3 separate regions of the Mus musculus genome follow, and regions 2 and 3 are each linked to region 1. The links are chromatin contacts, called in public HiChIP or PLAC-seq and capture Hi-C maps. All regions are on one chromosome and are shown on one strand. Each heading gives the region's core, a stretch centred on a gene start, on an enhancer-like site or on the middle of the called end of the contact. The rest is flanking DNA. Distances are from core to core; before and after follow the strand shown. Region 1 overlaps Sap30bp (SAP30 binding protein). Region 2 overlaps Gga3 (golgi associated, gamma adaptin ear containing, ARF binding protein 3). Region 3 holds the start of Srp68 (signal recognition particle 68).

Evidence for each region. HiChIP or PLAC-seq counts read pairs in DNA pulled down with a chosen protein or histone mark. Capture Hi-C pulls out chosen DNA fragments and counts their contacts.
Region 2: a capture Hi-C map of embryonic stem cells shows a contact between it and region 1, with 2.9 times the contacts expected there. The contact joins two enhancer-like sites. A contact is called at or near these places in 1 of 39 promoter capture datasets (liver) and 2 of 9 other capture datasets (adipose tissue and embryonic stem cells).
Region 3: a contact with region 1 is called in a FOXA1 HiChIP or PLAC-seq map of pancreatic cancer cells. The contact joins the promoter of Srp68 here to the enhancer-like site in region 1. A contact is called at or near these places in 2 of 39 promoter capture datasets (hematopoietic stem and progenitor cells and hippocampal neurons), 2 of 484 Hi-C or Micro-C datasets (cardiomyocytes and cortical neurons), 2 of 115 datasets of contacts at active chromatin or transcription factors (bone marrow-derived macrophages and pancreatic cancer cells) and 3 of 9 other capture datasets (embryonic stem cells, liver and pancreatic islet).

The regions. Positions count from the first base shown.
Region 1 is chr11:115,953,241-115,957,597 of GRCm38.p6, reverse strand. Sap30bp (SAP30 binding protein) reads right to left here. Exons shown (of 11, transcript NM_020483.3): 5 at 149-237. Among named protein-coding and RNA genes, the nearest start is that of Gm39474, 13 kb to the right of the region's middle. Within about 2 kb of position 2,212, at least 176 of the 459 cell types and tissues checked have an H3K27ac peak or open chromatin away from gene starts, as enhancers often do. A contact at or near this core is called in bone marrow-derived macrophages, embryonic stem cells and pancreatic cancer cells, where this site is marked.
Region 2 is chr11:115,585,947-115,590,303 of GRCm38.p6, reverse strand. Gga3 (golgi associated, gamma adaptin ear containing, ARF binding protein 3) reads left to right here. Exons shown (of 17, transcript NM_173048.3): 9 at 1,168-1,249; 10 at 1,332-1,448; 11 at 1,759-1,992; 12 at 2,301-2,368; 13 at 2,588-2,898; 14 at 3,103-3,308; 15 at 3,819-3,988; 16 at 4,108-4,218. Among named protein-coding and RNA genes, the nearest start is that of Gga3, 16 kb to the left of the region's middle. Within about 2 kb of position 1,808, at least 5 of the 459 cell types and tissues checked have an H3K27ac peak or open chromatin away from gene starts, as enhancers often do. A contact at or near this core is called in embryonic stem cells, where this site is marked.
Region 3 is chr11:116,271,740-116,276,096 of GRCm38.p6, reverse strand. It overlaps Srp68 (signal recognition particle 68), which reads left to right and starts at 1,880. Exons shown (of 16, transcript NM_146032.3): 1 at 1,880-2,171; 2 at 4,118-4,184. The coding sequence starts at 1,991.

The sequences.
Region 1 (4,357 bases), core at 963-3,462:
AAGTATCTGAGACTGCAGGCTCCTGCCTACCCAGCAGCATCGTGACTTGATCCCTTTCCCTGCCATGGCCTCTGAAGGACACAGCACAAGCAGACAAAGCCCAGGCCATCTCAGCCACATGGGCCTCAGCAGCCAGACCTGTGCTTACTTGTAGGTGATTTGAACATCTGCCAGGCGGTTCTGGTGGGATCTTGATTTCATCGGGTGACATGTTGCGAACCCTTTCAGAAAAGGAGGCTGTTGAGAAAGCAGAGGGAACCTTGTGTTGAGAGGAAAGGCCAGGGGCCATAAAAGCACAAGCACAAAGCAATTTCAGCAGAAAGCAGAAGGGGAGGTGGCCGATGGCTTCTTGGAGAGTGTTCCCTGAGCTGATCTCAATGGCCAGCTACGTGTCAACCTGGGAGAAGGGAAGCTGAGGTGGAGGGGACACATGTAAATAACACATCCTACCAAGCTCCAGAGACTGACTTTTAGGGAAAGAGCATGCCTGGAGAAGCGCTGGGGGAGGGAAAGGGGAGGAGCCACCATCCAAAGCATTTACCAGTTTCTACAGTATAAATTCAGTCCTGCCTAAGCTCAATCTCAGGTTGCCAATGTGGAAGACACTGAACTCAGAGCTGTTAGAGACATGTGTCAGCTTCATACTTGGCACTGCCCTTTCCGGTTGGTCTGGGTCTGTCCTGCCTTGGCTATAAGAAACTGTGTTAAGGTTTTGGGTCCCAAATAGCTTGTGCATAAAAAGACCTGAACAAAAGGCCTGATTCTGACACAAGAACCACAACTCCCGAGGGCAATCAATCCCCTCAGAACACTGCCCACCCAAGCCTCGCCTCCTCTCTCCCCATTCCCTTCCCTGACAGCCTCCGGCCACCCCAGGACCTCAGAGTCGGCTCTGGAGCACACAGACAATGGGCTGATTGTTGTAAGATTCTGTCATGCTCTTTGAAACATTCCTCATGAAAAGAACCATACAATGTGCAAACAGTGGCAGACAGCACAGGGTGGGGCAGGAGGAAGGCAAGCACCAAAAAGCCACCACCAATAGCATCTAGCCCAGCAGGGGGACCTACTGTGTGCCAGGCCCTTCTCTAAGCCTGTCCTAGGAACAGCTCTAGAGAGCTGAAGAGGGTCTGTGGGAAGGCTTAGGGTAGCATGGCAGGGGGCTGGGGGGAGGCGCAGGGTGGCATGGCGGGGGGGGGGGGCTGGGGGAGGCGCAGGGTGGCGGGGGTGGGGCTAGGGGAGGTGCAGGGTGGCATGGTGGGGGTCTGGGGGAAGGCGGAGGGTGGCATGGTCTTCCTGGTCTCTAGTCCAAGGCTGTTTTTTTTTTTTTCTTTTTAAGATTTTACTTTTTAAAAATTATAGGCATGTCTGTGTGTGGTACCCTAGGAGTCCAGAGAGGCATCAGATCCCTTGGAGGTGACATTTATCAGAGGTTGTAACCCCCAGACATGGGTCCTGTCTATGAGCAGAATGTGTTACCTGCTGAGCCTCCCCTACGGTCATGATTCTAAAATAATTCCAGGTCTTAAGAGATTAAAACAAAACAAAAGGGAAAAACAAACAAACAAAAAAGAAAAACTAGGTGTGTGTAGGGGGAAACCCCTCATTTAGGGCCCCAGGCTGGCCTAGAAGGGACTCTCCTGCTTCAGCCTTTCGATTGGCTGGGATTGCAAGTGTGCACTGTGCACCCAGCATGGGTTAATGTTTTCTTCTTAGCAGATAAGGTGCTTTGATCTCTGCATAGTTACCATCCCTGTGCTGAGTAAGACAAGGCCTTCAAGACCCTGGAGACTCTAATGACTTCCAGGACAGTTACTGTGGATCGGGCCTGTGCACACTATGAACACACTGAGGCCAGGGGTCAGGCCTGAGGCAGTCTTAAAGCATAAGTACAGCCTGGGCTTCGTAGATGTCAGTGGTTTTAACTAGACACACCCAGAGCACAGGCTGGGCGACAGATCAAAGGTCATGCTGTGGCCTGAGATGCAACTGCAGTCGAGAACAGTCCCCACAAGGGGGATAGGATACACACTTGCCGCTGCACCATGCCTTTCTGCCACCTCCCAACTGGCCCTCAGGCAGGGCACTACCCAGCTCTGGCAGGCAGTCAAGCCAAATCTTGGTTTCTTCCTTTTTCTTAGCCCTGGGGTAAGACGTTGGTCTAGGTCTGAGCTCAGTCTGCAGAGGCCAGCCCAGAGTGGAAGCGGGTGGAAAGAGCTGGCTAGGGCATTTTGTGAACATTCATAACAAAACCAAGGCTTGGCAGGCGCTGGGCCACAGAGGGTATATGTGCACGTGACACAGACAAAGAATGCCCTTTGCCATTTGCCAGGAAAGCTTTTTAGAAAAACAGGGTGTGCCACGGTTACTGTAGCAACCCCCCACCCTCTGGGACATAAGTGACAGAGAGTATGGAGGAGGAGGGAGCCTCATAAATTGGGGTAGAAACAAGAGTATTCCTGGGAAATAAGTGACAAGAAGGTGACATATGCTGGACAACAAAATAAAAGTATACTTCAGAGACTTGAGGACAGACTTGAGTGCCTCCTCCCTGAGTCCTAGAATGTGCCCAGTACAGAGAACAGCTGCTCTGCAGAGCGGCCAGAGCCCCTAACCATCTCAGGAAGTGTCAGCAGTGTGCCCGCAGACACTTGCCACAGTGCCTATGCCTTGGCTATGCTAGGGGTAGCTCCATTTACTATCCACAAAGCCTGTTGTCAGCATGAGTCACATCCTGCTAACGCCTCTGTCAGAAAACATCTGCAGTATCCATGGCCACCAGGTGGGAACCTAAGCAGAGTAGCTAGTTCCAGGGACTCAGACTACGGCAGGGGAACAGGGACAGAAAGCCCAGTGGGGCCGAGGACACTTGCAGAATACTTAACTGGCTGTAAGAAGGGGCTCCTGAGTGATTTGAAGACCCCTGGACTACACCCAATACTGTTCCAGGCCCGTGGGGCAGGCAGCTGTCAGGAGCTAGAGCACTGGAGAAGCCCGTGAGTTGGCTAGTCCTTTGAAAGCCATCCTGTTGAAGAGTTGACTTACCACCCACTCCTCAAAGAGAAGAGTACTCACCCTACGCAGGTGACAGTGCACTGTGCCCGCCACGAGAGGGCAAATAACAGACTATGTCGGCTACATCGAGAGGTCCTTTCGTCAAAACAGACAAATGTAAAGGAACACCTATTCTCAGCAGTGTGCGTGCAACCTCTAAGGAACCTGCTTAAGGGGAAAGCCAGGCAGGAAAGCAATGATCCACCAGGCGCTCAGCCTGGGGCAACTCTGCTCTCAAAGGGACACTTATCGGCAGGCTGCAACTCTGTCAAGCATCCTATCACGCAAGGAAGGCCTTCATAACACAATGACCCAGCCCAAGTGGTTGTCAATAAGCCTCATTTATATGAAACTGTTAAAATAGGGCTGAACTTCCATCAAGATCACATCTTGCCAGGCATGGAGGCGCACGCCTTTAATCCCAGCACTCGGGAGGCAGAGGCAGACGGATTTCTGAGTTCGAGGCCAGCCTGGTCTACAAAGTGAGTTCCAGGACAGCCAGGGCTACACAGAGAAACCCTGTCTCGAAAAACCAAAAATAAGTAAGTAAGTAAATAAATAAATAAAGTCTTACTTGAGACTGAAGGAAGACACCGCCTGCACAGGGGACCTGAGCACCAGGAACCATTAGGAAGGATAGGAAAGTGGAGGTGTTCCCCTTGTAAAAGATGTTTGTTTGGTACGGCTATCACAGATACAAATGTCTATCAAATCCACCAATGGCACACTTTTACTCTTTGAATTACATCTCAGTAACGCTATTTCACACACACAGCCCAGAAGCAGAGTGTCATGGCAGTTCCTGTAATACTAGATCTATGAGAGGCTAAAGTATAGGACCAGCAGGTCAAAGCCAGCCTGGGTTACACAGGAAGAGGACAGACAGTCCAAAGCCAGCCTAGGCTACGTAGTTTTAAGGCAAGTCTATGCTACATACACTAATCTTTAAAAAAAAAAAAAAGTCAAAACAAACCCAGAGGAGAAGAGCCAAGCTGATTATGGAAGAAGTCCAGTTGATGCACCCACATGTGCACCACTTCTGACCCTGTTCATGTGAGTGGAGCGCACTGCCGTACTGGTTCATGGCCAGGTTGTTCTCTGGCCTAAACCTTGAAGTTTCTCGGTGGTGAACAGCAGAGTGAAGTGGGACCTAGATGGAAGCGGCTTCAGCTTCCACTACACCTGGCCTTGTGTATCACCCACCGCCGAGGCTGCTGGCTTCTGATTAGATGTGTGCTGTGCCTCCTCTGCCCTTAAGCTGTCATATCCCGTGTCATTTTCTAAAGAACAAATTCTAGTGTTT
Region 2 (4,357 bases), core at 559-3,058, 370 kb after region 1:
TTCACTACAGCCGGTGAGTGAAGGGCAGTGTCTGTTTTATACAGCGGACACTCCTGGTGCAGTACTGTCTGTGACTCAGATACAGTACCCTGATAATGTGCTCCATGCTCACGCCTTTAAGCTTTGGGGACACCTGCCCCTGGTGTTGACATTGTAGCTTAGGCTGTGGCTTCTGAGACACACATCTTTTTCCCCCTTTTATTTATTTTTCTGTCATACATTACATACCTACTACAATTTCTCCTCCTCCAGTCTCTCCCCCTTTACTCCCTCCCACCTTTTTCCAGACCTGCCCTCCTCTTAGAAAAGAACAGTCCTCCCTCCTGGGCACATGAATGGAATATGCTATAACAAGCTATAGTAAGACCAGGCACACATTCTCACATCAAGGCTAGACCAGGAGGCAAAGCATTCCAAAGGCACCAGATGACTCAGGGACAGCCTGTGCTCCCACTGTTAGCACCCTACAAGAACACCAAGCTATACAACCGTAACATACATGCAGTGCTCAGACACATATAGGCTCACCATCACAAGAACATGGCCCACAGAATCATCTGAGGCACATTTTACCTAACAGTTGGTACAGATGACTTGGGCAGTGTCTTTTGGTAGATATTGAAGACACAAAGATGCATGCTCCTCTCCCACCCCTGTCAGTTTCTCTGTGGTCTATTGGGGAGTCCTACCGTTTTCTGGGCATAAATGTTAAATCAGATGATGTCTTAGTCAGGGTTTCTATTCCTGCACAAACATCATGACCAAGATGCAAGTTGGGGAGGAAAGGGTTTATTCAGCTTACACTTCCATGCTGCTGTTTATCACCAAAGGAAGTCAGGACTGGAACTCAAACAGGTCAGGAAGCAGGAGCTGATGCAGAGGCCATGGAGGGATGTTCTTTACTGGCTTGCTTCACCTGGCTTGCTCAGCCTGCTTTCTTATAGAACCAAGACTACCAGCCCTGAGATGGTCCCACCCACAAGGGCCTTTCCCCCTTGATCACTAATTGAGAAAATGCCTTACAGTTGGATCTCATGGAGGCATTTCCTCAACTGAAGCTCCTTTCTCTGTGGTAACTCCAGCTGTGTCAAGTTGACACAAAACTAACCAGTACAGATGACTTCTGAGAACCTCTTTCGTTGTGGTTTTTATATCTGGGTCTCTCAGGAGCTCTTTGATCGTTGTGAGAATAAGAGGCGGACGCTGTTTAAACTAGCCAGCGAGACAGAGGACAATGACAACAGTTTGGGTGAGTGTGAAAGGATGAGTCAAAACTTTAGCTGTGTGAGAGTTGTCACAGCCCACACAGTGAGGGATCTCTTCTACTGTAGGGGACATCCTGCAGGCCAGTGACAACCTGTCCAGGGTCATCAACTCTTACAAAACTATTATTGAAGGGCAGATCGTCAATGGTGAGGTGACCACCTCAACCATGCCTGACTCTGAAGGTAAATATTCTGATTTCTATTCTGCAACCCTCCAGAGCAGCCATGTGCCCTGACCACTGAGCCCCAAATGGCAATGCTTAGGGAATTCCTGAGGGGATACCGAGCCATTTCAAGTAGCCATTCCCAGAGGCCAGGAGGTGTGCATGGAGACTTCCTTCCTTGCTTTCTCAAGCCTGGTTTTCAGTGTTCCTGGAGAAATGCCACTAGGTTGAGCCACAAGATAGAACAGCTATGCCCGGGTCCTGCCTCTTGCGGCATGGACACAGATTCTCCCTGAATGCTCTTGTTCCTCTTCTGTCGACCCATCTAGGAAACAGTCACTGTGGTAACCAAGGCGCCCTCATTGACCTTGCTGAGTTGGACGCCCCCAGCAACTCGTCTCCGGCATTGGCCCCACCCACCTCAGGCATCCCCATCCTCCCTCCACCCCCCCAAACCTCCGGGCCTCCACGAAGCCGTTCATCCAGCCAGGCTGAGGCTCCCCCAGGGTCTGACAGCACGAACAATGCCCTCTCCTTGCTGGATGAGGAGCTCCTCTGCTTAGGTACGCCCAAGCGTGGCACTGGGGAAGGAAGGCCTAAGGGTTGGTGTGCTTAGATAACTCTCTGGCGGCCGACAGGACCACTTTCCAAGGGAGTGCAAGGTAAACATGGCAGGCTCTGGCACAGCTCATCTCCTCTCGTCCTAGGAGGCCCTTCAGTCATGCATGAAGGGCAAATGCATTTTCTTCCAGTCTAGCTGCAGGGGAACTCTTGGCTTACAAGGACTGGCTCTTGCCTTGTCACCTGACCGTTATTGGGGGATTGGAGGGCGCAGGAGCTCAGCTCATTGACTTTTCTTTTGTGTTCTTAGGCCTTACTGACCCCGCCCCCACTGCTCCCAAAGAGTCACCTGGAAGTAGTCAGTGGCACCTGTTCCAGGTAGAGGCACCATAACAGCAGCATCACTCAAGTGATGCCCAAGGACCACAAGGCACCCACCCTTCCTTCTTAGGCTCTGGCTGGCTACACTTTGCTAGAACCAGAGCTTATGTATTCTCTAGAGGGTTCTGTGGGTCACAATGGGTACCTCAGAAGGCCCGGTGGGTGATGGCCTCGTCCCTTCTGGGTCTCTGCTCACTTGATATTTCTGTTGTACAGAATGAACCACCATCAGATCTGGACTTCTTCAGTCCCAGGCCAGTGCCTGCGGCCTCCTGCCCCTCAGATGGACCCCAGCTCCCTCCCCCAGTTTCTACCTCAAGTATGTCCCAAGCTCCACTGCCTGCTGCCTTCCCAGCTCCTGTGGTCCCAGCCAGTGCACCAACCCACAGCACTGGCTCCTTCATGTTCTCTTCTGGACCTGCCCCAGCCTTGGCTCCAAAGGCTGAGCCCAAAGGTCCAGAATACCCCAGCTCCAGCACCTCGCACCGCCTAGATGCCCTTGATCAGCTTCTGGAAGAGGCCAAAGTGTAAGGGATAGAAGAGGGTGGCTGAGCGTGGGGTGTCGTATATATAGGACCAAAGGGAGGCTTCATAGGATGGGGGATGTGGATCCTTTTTGGTACTGTGAGTCAGGCTGGAAGCTAGTGGCCTGAGGTAGCTAGACACTGGCTTTGGTTGAGGGGTTGCCTAGCATTCTAACCATCTTTCTGACTTGCCTTCCTTGGCCCCAGAACCTCAGGCTTGGTGAAACCTGTTTCTTGCTTCTCTCCTGGGCCCACTGCCTCCCCGCTGCTGCCTGCCTCTGCCCCAGCCAGACCTCTCCTGCCCTTCTCCACTGGGCCCGGAAGCCCTCTCTTCCAGTCCCAAGGCAGCCCTCAGAAAGGCCCAGAGCTCTCCTTGGCCAGTGTCCATGTGCCCCTGGAATCGATCAAGCCTAGTAAGTGCTGAGGACAGGCGCTCAGCCTCAGCTGTGGTGTTGGTAGGGTGTGATCAGTGGATTCTTTCCATACAAAAGTCCCTGACTGACTGTTAAGGGTCCGCTTGCCTGCAGTCTCACATCTTTTCTAAAGATTGTATTTTTATTATTTATGATTGTTTGTGTGCCTTGGTGTATGCATGTGCTTGACGTGTGCCCACAGAGGTCAGAGGGTTTCAGGCTTCCTGAAACTGGAGTTACAGGCAGTGGTGAGCCGACCGACATGGGTTCTGGGAACCTAGATCCTCTGCAAGAATGATAAGTGTTCCTAACCACTGTCCCATCATCCCTGTAGCCCTCTCAGCTCCTTACAGCAGCTGTGTGACCTTGGTCCTCTCCGGTACTCCACAGGGCAACCGTCCTCAGCTGTTCCAGCTCTCCTCCATCCCATTGGCTTTAGTAGCACTCGGGCTCTGCAGGGCCCTTGCCATGCTCCCCTACCACACTCACTCATGTAACACCTTCTTACAGGCAGTGCCCTTCCCGTGACAGCCTATGATAAAAATGGCTTCCGCATCCTTTTCCACTTTGCTAAGGAGTGTCCGCCAGGACGGCCTGATGTGCTGGTGGTGGTGGTTTCCATGCTGAATACGGCTCCGTTGCCAGTCAAGAGCATAGTGCTGCAGGCTGCAGTGCCCAAGGTAGCTTCCTTTCCCTTACCTTGAACCTACCGTGTTGACTGCCTTTCAGTAGCCAGCAGGTGTCTGTCTCTGAGACACCCGGACCATTCTCTTCAAAGGAGCTTCTTTTTTGTCTTCAGTCAATGAAAGTGAAGTTGCAGCCACCCTCTGGGACAGAACTTTCCCCATTTAGTCCTATCCAGCCACCTGCAGCCATCACCCAGGTCATGCTGCTGGCCAATCCAATGAAGGTAAGCGTGAGAGAATCTATGAAACCCACCTGGGATCACAGGAAGTACCCTGTGAGGCTCTGTCAGGAAGTCCTGGCTTGACCTGCAGCAGTAACCCCTCTATCCCACGTTAAGGGACTGAGCATGGGTGGACATGGTG
Region 3 (4,357 bases), core at 631-3,130, 320 kb before region 1:
CTCAGTGGCTTCTGCTTCAGTTCCTGCCTCCAGGTTCTGCCCTGAGCTCCTGTCCTGACTTCTCTCAGAGGTGGATTATTTGTTACCTGAGAGCAGTTAAGATGAAATAAACCCTTTCTTCTCAAATCTGCTCTTGATCATGATGTTTGCCTTAGGTTTCCATTGTTGTGAAGAGACACCGTGGCCAAGGTGACTCTTATAAAGGACAACATTTAGTGAGGAATAGCTTACAGGTTCAGAGGTTTAGTCCATTATCATCATGGTGGGAAGCATGGCAGCACACAGTCTGACATGGGGCTGGAGAAGCCAAGAAGGGACAAGGGGACTGTCTTCCACAGGCAGCTAGGAGGAGGCTCTAATTCCACACTGGGTGTGATTGAGCAAAGAGACCTTAAAGCCCACACCTAATAGTGCCTCTCCTCATGGGCCAAACATTCAAACACATGAGTCTATGGAGGCCAGACCTATTCAAACCACCATGTTTTATCACATCAGCAGAAACTCTAAGACACCATTTATTTGTATTTTTAGCTGCACCCTGGGATTGCAGGCCTCCGTTCCTCTCCCCTCCCCCTTTCCTCATGGCAACTGACTTGGCCTCAGTTCTTGGGGTCTGTGAACTCAGTCAGAGAGCAGCTTCCCAATAAACCACCTTTAGTATAATCTTTGAAAAAAAAAGAGGTGGGGGCTGGAGAGATGGCTCAGTGGTTAAGAGCACTGACTGCTCTTCCAAAGGTCCTGAGTTCAAGTCCCAGCAACCACAGGGTAGCTCACAACCATTTGTTATGAGATCTGTGTGTGAAGACAGCTACAGTGTACTTAGATATAATAATAAATAAATAAAAATCTTTTTTAAAAAGTTTATATAGCAAGTTCTTTTTCCTGCTGGGCCATCTCCATGGCTTATTGTTTAGGTGTGTGTGTGTGCAGGCCCATGCTTCACAGCTCAGTATGTGAGTGTAATTCGGAGGACCACTTTTTGAGGTTAGTTTTTGCCTCCCACCTTCTGAAAGCAGTTTGTCTAATTTTTTGTTTTCAAAAGCCTTAACCTTTATTTTTATTTTGTTTTATGTATATGAACATTCTGTCTACACGTATGTCTGTGTACATGTGTTTTGTAGACTACGAAGCCAGAAGAGGGTTGGATCCCTGGGACTGGAATTCTAGATGGTTTTGAGCCACCATTCTCGTGCTAAAAATTAAACCCAGATCATCTTGATAGAGCAACCAGTGTTCTTAACCACTGAGCCATCTGCCCAGGCCCAGTCTTCCTTGATATTTTTGCTGGAGAACTAGTACTCCACACTAGCTGATCTCTGAACTCCGATGGGGGGAAGGGTTGGAGTCATACATTTTTTTGCAACCTCCTTTAGTAACACAAAAGGGTAGACTGAGTTACGCGGCCAGCTTCTTTTCACCTGCCGTGATTGGCACAAGACTGAGACTCCTGGTGTACTCGCCCGCAAAGATTAATAAAAGTCATACTTGGATGGTCACATGATCTAGAGGAGGCCACGGGTCTCAAGCTCCTATTGGGGACACTGCCTTCTGACCGAGGCCTCTTCGTGTGTGTGTGTGTGTGTGTGTCTGTGTGTGTGTGTGTTTTAAATAAGGTCTAACTGTGCAACCCAGACTGACCTCAACTCGAGGCAATCCTCCAGCCTCAGCCTCCTCGGTATTGGGATTAAAGGCGTACACTACCATTCTCTGGGTGCAAGGATGCATGAGGTGGGCATCTTTCTCGGGTCCTCCTATCCTTGGTAGATTTGAAGCGAGGCTAATCCTTAGAAATGCGGAGACCCAGCAACAGCCACGAATTCAACCCAGGAGGCGCAGGCGCACACCAACACACCACAGAGGCCCAAGACATCCGCGGTCTGCGGCGGAGTCCGTCAGTGTACCATCGGCCCAGCCTGGAAAGTGCCGCTCTCTCTCGCCGCTGGTCGTCTCGCCTGCTCCGTTCCATCGTGCTTTGCGGCTCAGGGGCAAGATGGCTGCTGAGAAGCAGATCCCGGGTGGTGGTAGTGGTGGTGGTGGAAGCGGCAGCGGCGGCGGCGGCGGAGGGAGCGGTGGCGGACGCAGTGCCGGAGGAGACGAGAATAAAGAAAACGAACGCCCTTCAGCCGGATCGAAGGCAAACAAAGAGTTCGGGGACAGCCTGAGTTTGGAGAGTATCCTCGAGCGGTGGCCTAACTCGCAATGACTACGTGTCGCTCGGAGGGCTGGGGGCGGGCGAGGCGGCGGGGGCCAGCACCGGGCTGCGGAGCCGAGGTGCGCCGCTGCCTCCTGCCCTTCACTTTCGGCATTCCCGTGTGCATGGTTTGCCTCTCGTCCTGGCTTTCCGGAGCTTGTTTTTGCAAGGGGTATAGAGATGGTAGGCAGGGTTCCCTCTGTGCCCCTCAGATGTCCAGTTGGAGGGCTGAGCCGGGGTTGACACCCTGCCCACCCCACAGAGCTCCTGGTCGGTACCTTGAGCCACCGGACTGTGGAGGGGAAACTGCAGCCTTGACATTTCAGCGTGGAGCTGTTGTCGGACAGCTGTCGAACCCTGGGTCATAAAACAGCGAGATGCTTTGAAAATGGAGGGAGAGTGCTCTCCAGGAAAGCTGCTGCTTACCTGTTTTGAATAGTAGTTACTTTAGTTTGTTAATATCATGTGTATAGTTTTTTGTTTTTTCAAAAGTAGGTCTGTAAGGCATTTTATCTTGTTGGACTCTTCTCGAAGAACTGTAGGAGTTACTTTTTTTTTTTTTTTTTTGAGTGTCCAAGTCCGCATGGGTATGGGTGTAGGTGTAAGCGCTGGTGCTGTGTCTGCAGGTCACAGGTCAACGTCTTCCTAATTCTCTACCTTTGAGACTGGGTCTCCCTCCAAAAGTGCAGCTCACTACTTGGAATAGACTGTATGGCCAGTGGGCTCCAGGGATCTTTCTGTCTCTTGCCATCCCAGCTGTGGGATTACGTGTGCAAACAACAGTATGGCCTTTTTACGTGGGTTCTGGGGAGATCCCAACATGACCTCATGCTTGCTAACAGCAAGTCCTTTACCAGCTGAGCAGTCTTCCCAACCCTCAGGAAACATTTTCTGGTTTGTATTAGCTTATATATCATTTGTGTGGTTCTAATAGCATGTGGCTTTTTTTTTTTAACGTGTTATTTTAAATACTTTTAAATGTTGCTTTATCTTATTTTATGTGTGTGTTTGCCTGCATGTTTGTGTATCACATGTGTGCCTGGTGCCCACAAAGGCCTGAAGAACATATGGATCTCCAGGAATTAGACTTACAGATGTTTAGTTCCTCCACGTGGGTGCTGGGAGCCGACCTGGATTCCTCCAGAAGAGCAGGAAGTGCTGTTAACCACTGAGCCCTCTCCAGCTGGTTTGTTGGTTTCTGAGACAGAGTTTGGCTGTGTAGCCCAATTTGGCCCTGAGCTGCTTCTCATCGCCCGCCGTCCCCTCTGATGCTGAGATAATAGGCATATACTATTGTTGGAGTCCCTTGTGGCTTTTTGAGATGCATACCAAATGGAGGTGGTTTAGAGGAATTTCTGAAATAAAACATGCACTTTGTGTGTGTGTGTGTGTGTGTGTGTATGTAAATTCTCGTGGATTCGTACTTTGCTTTTTGCTCTGGTATTATTGTTCTTACTACATGTTAGAATGCCCAGGAAAAAGAAAAACTTGGATTTTTTTTTTTAATGGAAATTGGCGTATCTTGGTTGACACTGTGCTGATCATAGATTTTGAGCGTTACAAGATGTAAATTTGGCAAGCACTGGCTGCGGCATATAGCTGTGTAGTTAGAACCTGACATTTATAACTGGAGTCTCCTTGCATGTGAGATCCAGGTGGGTACCTCTGAGGCAGCATTTAGAACAATCTGCTGGGTTTGAGACTCCCTACCAGTACTGCCCTCTAGTTCTGTCTGAAAATAGTAACAGTTGGGACAGTTCATAAAAGTATAAACTTAGCCTTGTCCTTTGATAAAGTGACTATTGGAAAGTTACAAAAGGATCGGAGGCTACCATCCCTGGGCTCCCACAGTTCAGTGTGCCGTTGGGGCAGCGCCTGACCTGCTGTCTTCTCACCCCGGAAGCTTTTCCTTGACCTAGGCTCTAGTTCTGCAGATCATTAAGGAGTCGCAGCAGCAGCATGGCTTACGGCACGGAGACTTCCAGCGGTACAGGTTAGTGTCCTGCACACCGTGCAGTAATTGTGGCATTTTCTAACGTAGCTGCCTTTGTTAAACTCCTGCTCACTCTGCTATCTGGGAAAATGTACCTAGATGGTTCAGCATTATACTGCATTTTCAAAAGGTATGTATTCTAAGTTTAACATTTTATGAGGGCTGGAGAGATG